2 separate regions of the Xenopus tropicalis genome follow, and region 2 is linked to region 1. A link is a contact called in public Hi-C data. All regions are on one chromosome and are shown on one strand. Each heading gives the region's core, a stretch centred on a gene start, on an enhancer-like site or on the middle of the called end of the contact. The rest is flanking DNA. Distances are from core to core; before and after follow the strand shown. Region 1 overlaps LOC116409712 (a long non-coding RNA gene). Region 2 has its middle 40 kb from the start of slc22a4.

Region 1 (4,515 bases), core at 1,031-3,530:
GCTAGTGGGGAATGGCTAGTGGGGAATGGCTAGTGGGGAATGGCTAGTGGGGAATGGCTAGTGGGGAATGGCTAATGGGGAAATGGTTAGTGGGGAAATGGTTAGTGGGGAAATGGTTAGTGGGGAAATGGCTAGTGGGGAATGGCTAGTGGGGAATGGCTAGTGGGGAATGGCTAGTGGGGAATGGCTAGTGGGGAATGGCTAGTGGGGAATGGCTAGTGGGGAATGGTTAATGGGGAAATAGTTAGTGGGGAATGGCTAGTGGGGAATGGTTAATGGGGAAATGGTTAATGGGGAATGGCTAGTGGGGAATGGTTAATGGGGAAATGGTAAATGGGGAAATGGCTAGTGGGGAATGGCTAATGGGGAAATGGTTAATGGGGAAATGGTTAGTGGGGAAATGGTTAGTGGGGAAATGGCTAGTGGGGAAATGGCTAGTGGGGAATGGCTAGTGGGGAATGGCTAGTGGGGAATGGCTAGTGGGGAATGGCTAGTGGGGAATGGCTAGTGGGGAATGGCTAGTGGGGAATGGCTAGTGGGGAATGGCTAGTGGGGAATGGTTAATGGGGAAATAGTTAGTGGGGAATGGTTAATGGGGAAATGGTTAATGGGGAATGGCTAGTGGGGAATGGTTAATGGGGAAATGGTAAATGGGGAAATGGCTAGTGGGGAATGGCTAGTGGGGAATGGTTAATGGGGAAATGGTTAATGGGGAAATGGTTAGTGGGGAAATGGTTAGTGGGGAAATGGTTAGTGGGGAAATGGTTAGTGGGGAAATGGTTAGTGGGGAAATGGTTAGTGGGGAATGGCTAGTGGGGAATGGCTAGTGGGGAATGGCTAGTGGGGAATGGCTAGTGGGGAATGGCTAGTGGGGAATGGCTAGTGGGGAATGGCTAGTGGGGAATGGCTAGTGGGGAATGGCTAGTGGGGAAATAGTTAGTGGGGAATGGCTAGTGGGGAATGGTTAATGGGGAAATGGTTAATGGGGAATGGCTAGTGGGAAATGGTAAATGGGGAAATGGCTAGTGGGGAATGGCTAGTGGGGAATGGTTAATGGGGAAATGGTTAATGGGGAAATGGTTAATGGGGAAATGGTTAGTGGGGAAATGGTTAGTGGGGAAATGGTTAGTGGGGAAATGGTTAGTGGGGAAATGGTTAGTGGGGAATGGCTAGTGGGGAATGGCTAGTGGGGAATGGCTAGTGGGGAATGGCTAGTGGGGAATGGCTAGTGGGGAATGGTTAGGGTAGTGATCCCCAACCAGTGCCTTGGGGGCAACACGTTGCTCACCAACCCCTTGGATGTTGCTCTCAGTGCCCCCAAACCAGGGAATTATTTTTGAATTCCAGACTTGATGGCAAGTTTTGGTTGAATAAAAACAAGATTTACTACCAAATAAAGCCTCCTGTAAGCTGATCCCAACCAAGATAGGGTTAGGGTGATGGCACATGGTAAGATTTGTCACTCGTGGTTAAATCTGTGCTAATATGGGTGACAAATTTCCTGTAAATAACTGGCCATACAGAGTATAACATTAAAATTGCCACTAGTAAAACCCAGGCGATCCAGCATTATCATAGGAAGTTGCCTCCCTTGCATTTTCCCACAATTAAGCATGACATGTGGAGATTACTCGTCCATGATAAATCTGCTCTTTTTTCACAAATTGCCTTCTTTTCCCTCAATTTTGTACAGGCAAATCTACATTTTTTACATAATAATTACAAAAACTAATTCCACATAAGCAAATTTTGCCTCACAATTTTTGTCGGCAAAAAATGAATTCTGAGATTACATAATGTATTTTGTGTTACAAATGTCTTATCCAGCGACAGAGCTCCATAGGTAAAAAGAGATTCCTCTTGGGGTTTTTCCTGGAACACATACATCATTGCTATCCTGCTAAATTACAGCAGGGTCAAAGTACCAAGCAATAACTTCAGCTTATCTACTATATTGTAGCCTTTGCATCAACTAATGTGTCTAGAATATAGCATAGTCAGTTGCCAGTTACTCTAAGTGCCAGCTGTTTTTTCTCCCACATGCGTAACATTGCTTTCTATAGAGAAGGCGTGCTTACACATTAAGGGTGAAGACACACACAGCTAATTGTCACGGCTACAAAAATAGACAATGCTGATAATTGTCTCTATGTGTGTTTTAGCAGAGGCAACTCTCAGTATTGTCTATGGCAGGGTCGCCAAACCTACTAATTAGCTCACTGTCACCACAACTTTGTGGCGACTAATTGCAGCAATTTAGCTCCCATAGGTTATATAATGGTCACTGCAACCAATTGTGTGACCAGTTGCAGTATACCGATTAGTTTACTAATTGTGCCCTTAGGCTAATGTCCCATGGAAGGATTTAGTTACCCGAGAAAGATCTCTGCTGCCACGGGCGACTAATCTCTCCAAAATGCTTTTCCACCGGCGTGGATGAAACTGAGCTCTTGCTGTATTTTTGTAAGTAATCTGTATGTTTAGTGCATACAGTGTGAGACGTTAGCTTGCTGGCTCTGGGGTAGGGATGTATGAGAGAGTTTAGAGTCTGTGCAACCGCACAAGTGTCAGTGTCTGCAACGGAACTTTCACAACCACAAGAACAAAGTGCTCTTCATAGCTGCAGCCTGATGGGCTCTGAACTTTACTGAGTTACCTTTACATATATATAAGATTAACCCCTTCCTTGCCTTCTGCAAAATAACAGGGGATAAACAATTCACCCTACACAACCCCTATCCAACTTTCTGGATAATGGGTTTCCGGATAAGGTGTTCTATACCTGTATTAGTATTCCTAATTAAAAAAAACCAAAACATATTCTATGTTTTATTATTTTTAATGTTTTTGTATTATAAAGCATTAATGGAAAATAACTGGATACCTAATTACTGAGAGGGGAGATAAATCCATTTAATGAGGGGATAAGTGAGGTATGTGTGTAAGGGTAGGGTGGAATTATTACACTATAGCTACCATTATCAGACTGGGGGATTTCTCCTACTAGTAATGCCCAAGCAGAGGATCTTGTAGGTAGTTCAGGGTGCTTATGCTCTGGCCAGGATACCCCTAAAACTATATCAGAATGTCTGATACAACAATGTTGGACAACAGAAAGGGATGAAGTGATACTGACATATTCTGATGGAAATCAATAGGGGCACCTCAGTAATAATTGCTGTTGCAGAGCAGCTAATGAGTTAAAGGTCCGGGGGGGGGGGGGGTCAGGGCTAAGTATTTGTGTAACCATCACTGGCATCTAAGCCTCAGTCATTGCACTGCCGTTAAGATGCCCCAGTGTAACAATAGAATTTCACCTGTGAAAATGCTGTGCTTGCACCTGATTTTAAGAAAAGAACCAGTAAATCAATGTACTGTACTGTGTGCTTCCTTCCGTGTCCTTTGCAAATAATATCAATTATTAATTTATAAATAATTAATAAGCAGCATGGGCCAGATAGGATTTAGAGACAGATATGATTACATGAAAGGAAAAAAAGAGAAAACAGAAGTAATGAAAAGAAAATGAGAAAGTCAGGGCTCCATTCTGATTTGTTTTTTTGGTACAGCTGGTAAATCCCAGAATGCAGCAAATGGGAATTTCTAAACATTTGAGGCCGCTGGAATGTACATTGAGGCCCTGCTGTGCCTTATACAGTCCAGCTCCTGTCTCTAGGCCACAGAACAGCAGATGGTTGCAGAATTCCTCTCTATCTCCGGAAGTGCTGGTGCAACACTCGCTATCAGAGCCGCCACAACACTTGCCGAGCTTCCTTATCAGATGCTGTGTCTGCTGATAGCCATGTTAGACATGTGGCACACACCATTATAACACGATTATTTACAGTTGGACCAAGAAAGTGGATTTCACACACAGTTTTATTCTCATGTTTCACTGCTCTGGGTATTGGTTGCATCACCGATGCTTCCTGGGAAGTCTATGGGCGGAATTAGGGAAGCCTGGGACAAGGCAGGCTAAACTATTTAATTGTGTCAGAGGTTTCCCAGCCAATGAACTATCAGAAATGAGCAGATTATCCATCTCATACTGTATCTGTAATTTTACTTAAATGGAAAGAAGATCCAGTTTTAAAATGTCCCAAGTAGGGCTGAATTTAAAGATGGTGCGCCGCTAGGCCACTCGCCCCCCCTGCCCCCCTCAACCCCCTTGCAGACCCCCCCCAGCTCACACAAAACTCGCCTACTCCCTGCTGCTGCTACAGAAGGTTCCCCAGTTGCCAGAACTGTGGGGTGGGTGGCTGGGAGATTCAAACAGCATCTCAAAAAATCTCCTGCCCATTCCCCAGTTCTGAAGTTGGACTGGGGGGGTGCAGGGCCCACCGGGACTTCTGCCTCTGGGGCCCCTCACCCCCTCAGTGGCCCCTGGAGTGGCCTTCACACATCTCCCTGAGGGCTAAGCAAAAGATACAGACCAATCACTGCTTAAAGGCCAAACTGAATTAGTTGCCCAAGAAAAGCTGGCAGGGATAGGTAGGTAACTGCTTAGTATGAGCT
Region 2 (4,515 bases), core at 1,265-3,764, 46 kb after region 1:
GAAACAAGAGCTGTTCTCTTTGAGAACCAATAGACAGACTGAGCTGGCCATACTCACTGAACATCTTCCCATGGCTCCAGGAGTATCAGCTCTCATTGGCCTTATTATAATCTGGAGACTGGTCACTATAACTGCCCACATGGACTGCCCACTCTGGAAGCTAACATTGTGGTTTGCAGAACAGGGTTCTTCATAGATAGCTCCCATATTGTTAGTATTTGTATGGAAGGTCAGTGGTATCATTTCAGGCTGTGTCGGCAACAAGGAAGGACTTAGAGGCTGCCCTGCTGCAATCACCACAGCTAAACCCTCATACTCCAGCAGCAGAATCCAAACCCGGCACACCCACAGAGTGAACAGCTATTTGCAGACTGGCTTCCATACAAATATGGTCCTACCATGCTGCTAGAAATTGCCTCACTCTGAAAATAAACTCGTTGTTTGCCTCCTGCCCTTCATATGGAAGGTGGTGCTGGATTAAACATTGAACTGGATAGTGATTGGCAGTATTGCCCCCAGGTCTATCTTGTCTTTGGGGGGGGATCCATACCACCAGCAAGAAAAGGGCAAACAGTTTGTTTTAAATTTACAGCCAGGACATGTGTGGGGTTCTGTAAGTAGCTATTTGGCCTGTCAGCCTAGCTGGCAGGTAGTATCTAAAGATATTTTGTACCCCAAGGCCCCCTATTGATTTAGGCTTACATATGATAGCTTATTTGACTCTGGGTTTTTGTCTTCCCATATGAAGCTCATGACCGATTTCTGTAGGGAGTCAGCTACTCTGCCTTGGAAGGACCCAAAAGACATACAGGATCTTGGGGAAGAATGTCATCTTTACTGCTACGGTATGACTGAACCATGAAAAGTTGTATTTCCTCCAGGTTAACAAATCCCTTTTCAGTCTTGATAGCAGGGGATGTAGGAATAATTGGTTTCATAGAGGGAGTTGTATGAGGCAGTTAAGTGATCCCTAAGTAGTGCATGTCTTGTCTTGTCAAAGTTAGGTCAACAGCAGCAGTTTCTGTTCCTCTGGGTGCATTTTGATAGGCAGGGTCTGGGATTTAGAGCTGTTTATTTTATATCCCAACGGGACTGAATTGTGTGGCTGAGGTGTGGCAATGATGTCTGGGGTGAGCTTAGAGTAGGGAGAATGTCATCTGTGGATAGTCCAATTTTGTCCTTTATGTGTGGGTCAAGACACACTGCGTTTGCTAAAGAAAGAGAGAACCAGAGGGGTGAGAGGGCAGTCTTGTCTCACTCCACCTCTGATTATGTCTGCAGAGAGTATTCCTATCGTGGTTACCTTAGCTGATGGGGAGCTATATAGCTGCTATACCCCTTGTCTGAAGGGGAGAGGGAAGTTTAAAGCTTTAAGTATTGCCATCATGAACTTCCAATTAAGCCTAGCAAATTACTTTTGGGTATCTGAGTAGTATGGTTGCCATGGGCAGTGGCACACAAGTGAAACTTGATTTATGGCTTTTCTGATGTTGTCTCCCACCTGTCTGCTTTGAATGACGCCAACTTGGTCGGGGTGTACCAGTATAGACAAGTGTATGGCAAGTCCCCCCCATGGGCCTTGGGAGCCACATCACTTACTTGCTTCCATTTGATCAGTGTAATATAACACAAACTACAAGGCCGCTTTTGCCCCTCTGTGGACTTTGCCTCATTTTTGTATTTCAGGGATTCCCAACCTGTGAGCCACACTCAAATGAAAAAAGAGTTGGGGAGCAAAACAAGCATGAAAAATGTAAATGATGGTGCCAAATAAAGGCTGTGATTTGCTATTTGCTAGCCCCTATGTTGACTGGAAGCCAACAGAAGCCTCTGTTTGGCAATTACATTGGGTTTTTATGCAATCTAAACTTGCCTCCTAACCAAAAATTCAAAAATTAGCACCTGCTTTGAGGCCACTGGGAGCAACATCCAATGGATTGGTGAGCTACTGGTTGGGAATCGCTGTTGTATTTTATGCAAGTCATAAAAGGCAAAAGCTTATTTCCATGTTTGTGAGAAAAAAACCTATACACTTAACAGGTGTGCATGGACTGATAAAGGACATTCTGCCTGGGACTTGCAGCAAACACACACACAGCTTATTGTTGCACAGTATTGTCTACTCATAGTTACATGCACACTTCTTATCTTACAGATAGGCACCTTATTAATGCAGTGACAATTGTACAGTGTAATGGGCGGAATGAATATCTAAACTAGCCTGTATTATGCATAATGTGCTGGCCCTTCATATGATTATGTCCAACACACGCCCCAAATTATTGGATATTATATCTCACAAGTGTTATTACTAGAAAGGATATGCACAGGGGGACTAGATCCAATGATGCCCACTGATATGTCAGAGTGCTGACAGTGCTGAAAGCAGATGTTGTCTCTAAGCCTAAGTGAAGACAGAGGCCCTACTGTTACTGAATTGGGGGAAGTATTTAGCAAAGTAAAGGAGGAACTTGAATTGCATGAACCCATATTAATTACCACAGCTCCTAGGGTTCATCTGGGCTAATGCCAGGTGTTTCCTGTATTTGTAACTCGCTTTTTATGTATGTACTTTGTCTCCCTCTTAGGGTCGTTTCAACCAACAACATAAGGGTAAAATGTTTTTATGATTATATGCAAAAGTGGTTTGCTTCACTATGACTACTGCTGCCATTCAGCTTCCTAGCTGGCAGGAAAACTTGGCAGCACATAGTAAAAAGAAAAAACACTGTGGACCTTTTGAAAGTCATCCCTGTTATATCACTAGTTTAAACAGAATTTAGATATGGGACCTGTGCTACATGCTTTACAGATACAGTTTCATAAGGTAAACTTGCGTACATTTCCTTGCCTGGGGCACAAAGGGGCAGACAGGGAAGATTGTGATGCCATATAGAGAAAAAAAGGTGTAAATCCAATTGAAATTCAATACTATTTTTTTTGTTAAAGCTGTGTGTGTGTTTTTTTCTTTATATTTGGAAACGATATACAAAATGTATGACGCATTATATCTACTAAATTTGATGTAGGACACACATTCAAGCCTATCATTTAAGCTGTCTCTCTTTTATAACTTAAATCCCTTGAGAAATGCACATGTTTATTTAAAAATAAAAAATTAGTAATTAGTAGTGGTCATTTATTCCCCTAATGATGAATAATTCAAATGTAACTGTAACAAAGGAATAAGAAAATACACATCTAAATGTTTGTGTTAGCGATTGGAGTTAAAGCATCATTGTTACAAATAAATATGAATTCTGCTTTAGGTATTATTTTTGCTAAATATACACATACATGTAGTTCTTTGGGTCCCTTAGCTTACTGTACAGTCCAGCCCCTTCCCACATACAGCACGGGTGGAATCAAAGCGGCCTTGTCTCATCAGGTGCTGAGATGGTACCACGTCCCAGTTGACTAGCCTTATCCACCTACCCTCCTCCCCATAAATTCACTGCCCAGTCCCCATCCTGTTCCCTCATCTCTCTGTCAGACCTGCTCTCAGCTCTCTGACAGATCTTCTTCCTTGTTTCTCCTTACTCCCCTTCTCCATCTCTCTGTCTTAAGGCCCCCATACACGGGCCGATAGAAGCTGCCGATATCGGTCCCTTGGACCGATTCGGCAGCTAATCGGCCCGTATATGGGCAGAAACGAGCGGCCTGGCCGACCGATATCTGGCCTGAAATTGGCCAGATATCGATCGGCCAGGTTAGAAAATCTGGTCTGATCGGGGACTGCATCGGCTCGTTGATGCGGTCCCCGAACCGACTGCCCATGGCCGCAAAATGTAATCCGATCGTTTGGTCTCAGGGCCAAACAATCGGATTATTTTTTTTTAAAGCAACTTCCTACCCGATATCGCCCACCCGTAGGTGGGGATATCGGGTAAAGATCCGCTCGCTTGGCGATGTCTTATAGTGTATGGGGACCTTTATTTCCCTTTTCTTGCCATTCCTGAATCCCTCCTCATGAATTTTGTTGATACCCTTTAGTTTCCTCCCAGGAGTATGTAAATGCATGATAGTATGTGTAGACAGGGCCACAATCAGGGGAATACAGGGGATATTGCACTTGGGGGACCCAAGTGGAAACAATAAAATAAGTAATTTGATAAACATATAACATAAACCTTTGAGCTGCAGCCACTTGGTAGCTGCTTGGTACTGTGATCTTCTCATTGCCCAGTGTTGGGAATGCAAAGTGTAAATATAAGTGGCCAGAAGGAAAAGTAGAAAAGTAAAATGGCAGAAGAGGAAAAAAATAAATGGGAGAGATAATCTGTATATACCAGCAGCATTGGGCACTGCTATTTTATTTGTATACAAATTAAAATGCTATAAAACCAATATATTTAAATACTGTAATAAAGCCAATAAGTTGCTTGTTTTCTTTAGTATAGCAGATCTCACTGTCTTGAGGGGCCTGGGGACTAGGAAAACTGGACCACAGGGCCTGTGACCTCTATAGCTGTGTAAGACGATAAAAATCCCTTCTCCCCAACTTGTCTCCTACCT

Evidence for each region. A called contact is a pair of places that touch in the nucleus more often than the background predicts.
Region 2: a contact with region 1 is called in a Hi-C map of liver, with 5 times the contacts expected there. The contact joins two enhancer-like sites. A contact is called at or near these places in 3 of 5 Hi-C or Micro-C datasets (brain, gastrula embryo and liver).

The regions. Positions count from the first base shown.
Region 1 is chr3:36,295,336-36,299,850 of UCB_Xtro_10.0, forward strand. All of the region lies in intron 1 of LOC116409712 (a long non-coding RNA gene), which reads right to left. Among named protein-coding and RNA genes, the nearest start is that of irf1, 77 kb to the left of the region's middle. Within about 2 kb of position 2,281, at least 3 of the 11 cell types and tissues checked have an H3K27ac peak or open chromatin away from gene starts, as enhancers often do. A contact at or near this core is called in liver, where this site is marked.
Region 2 is chr3:36,341,202-36,345,716 of UCB_Xtro_10.0, forward strand. No RefSeq gene overlaps it. Among named protein-coding and RNA genes, the nearest start is that of slc22a4, 40 kb to the right of the region's middle. Within about 2 kb of position 2,515, at least 1 of the 11 cell types and tissues checked has an H3K27ac peak or open chromatin away from gene starts, as enhancers often do. A contact at or near this core is called in liver, where this site is marked.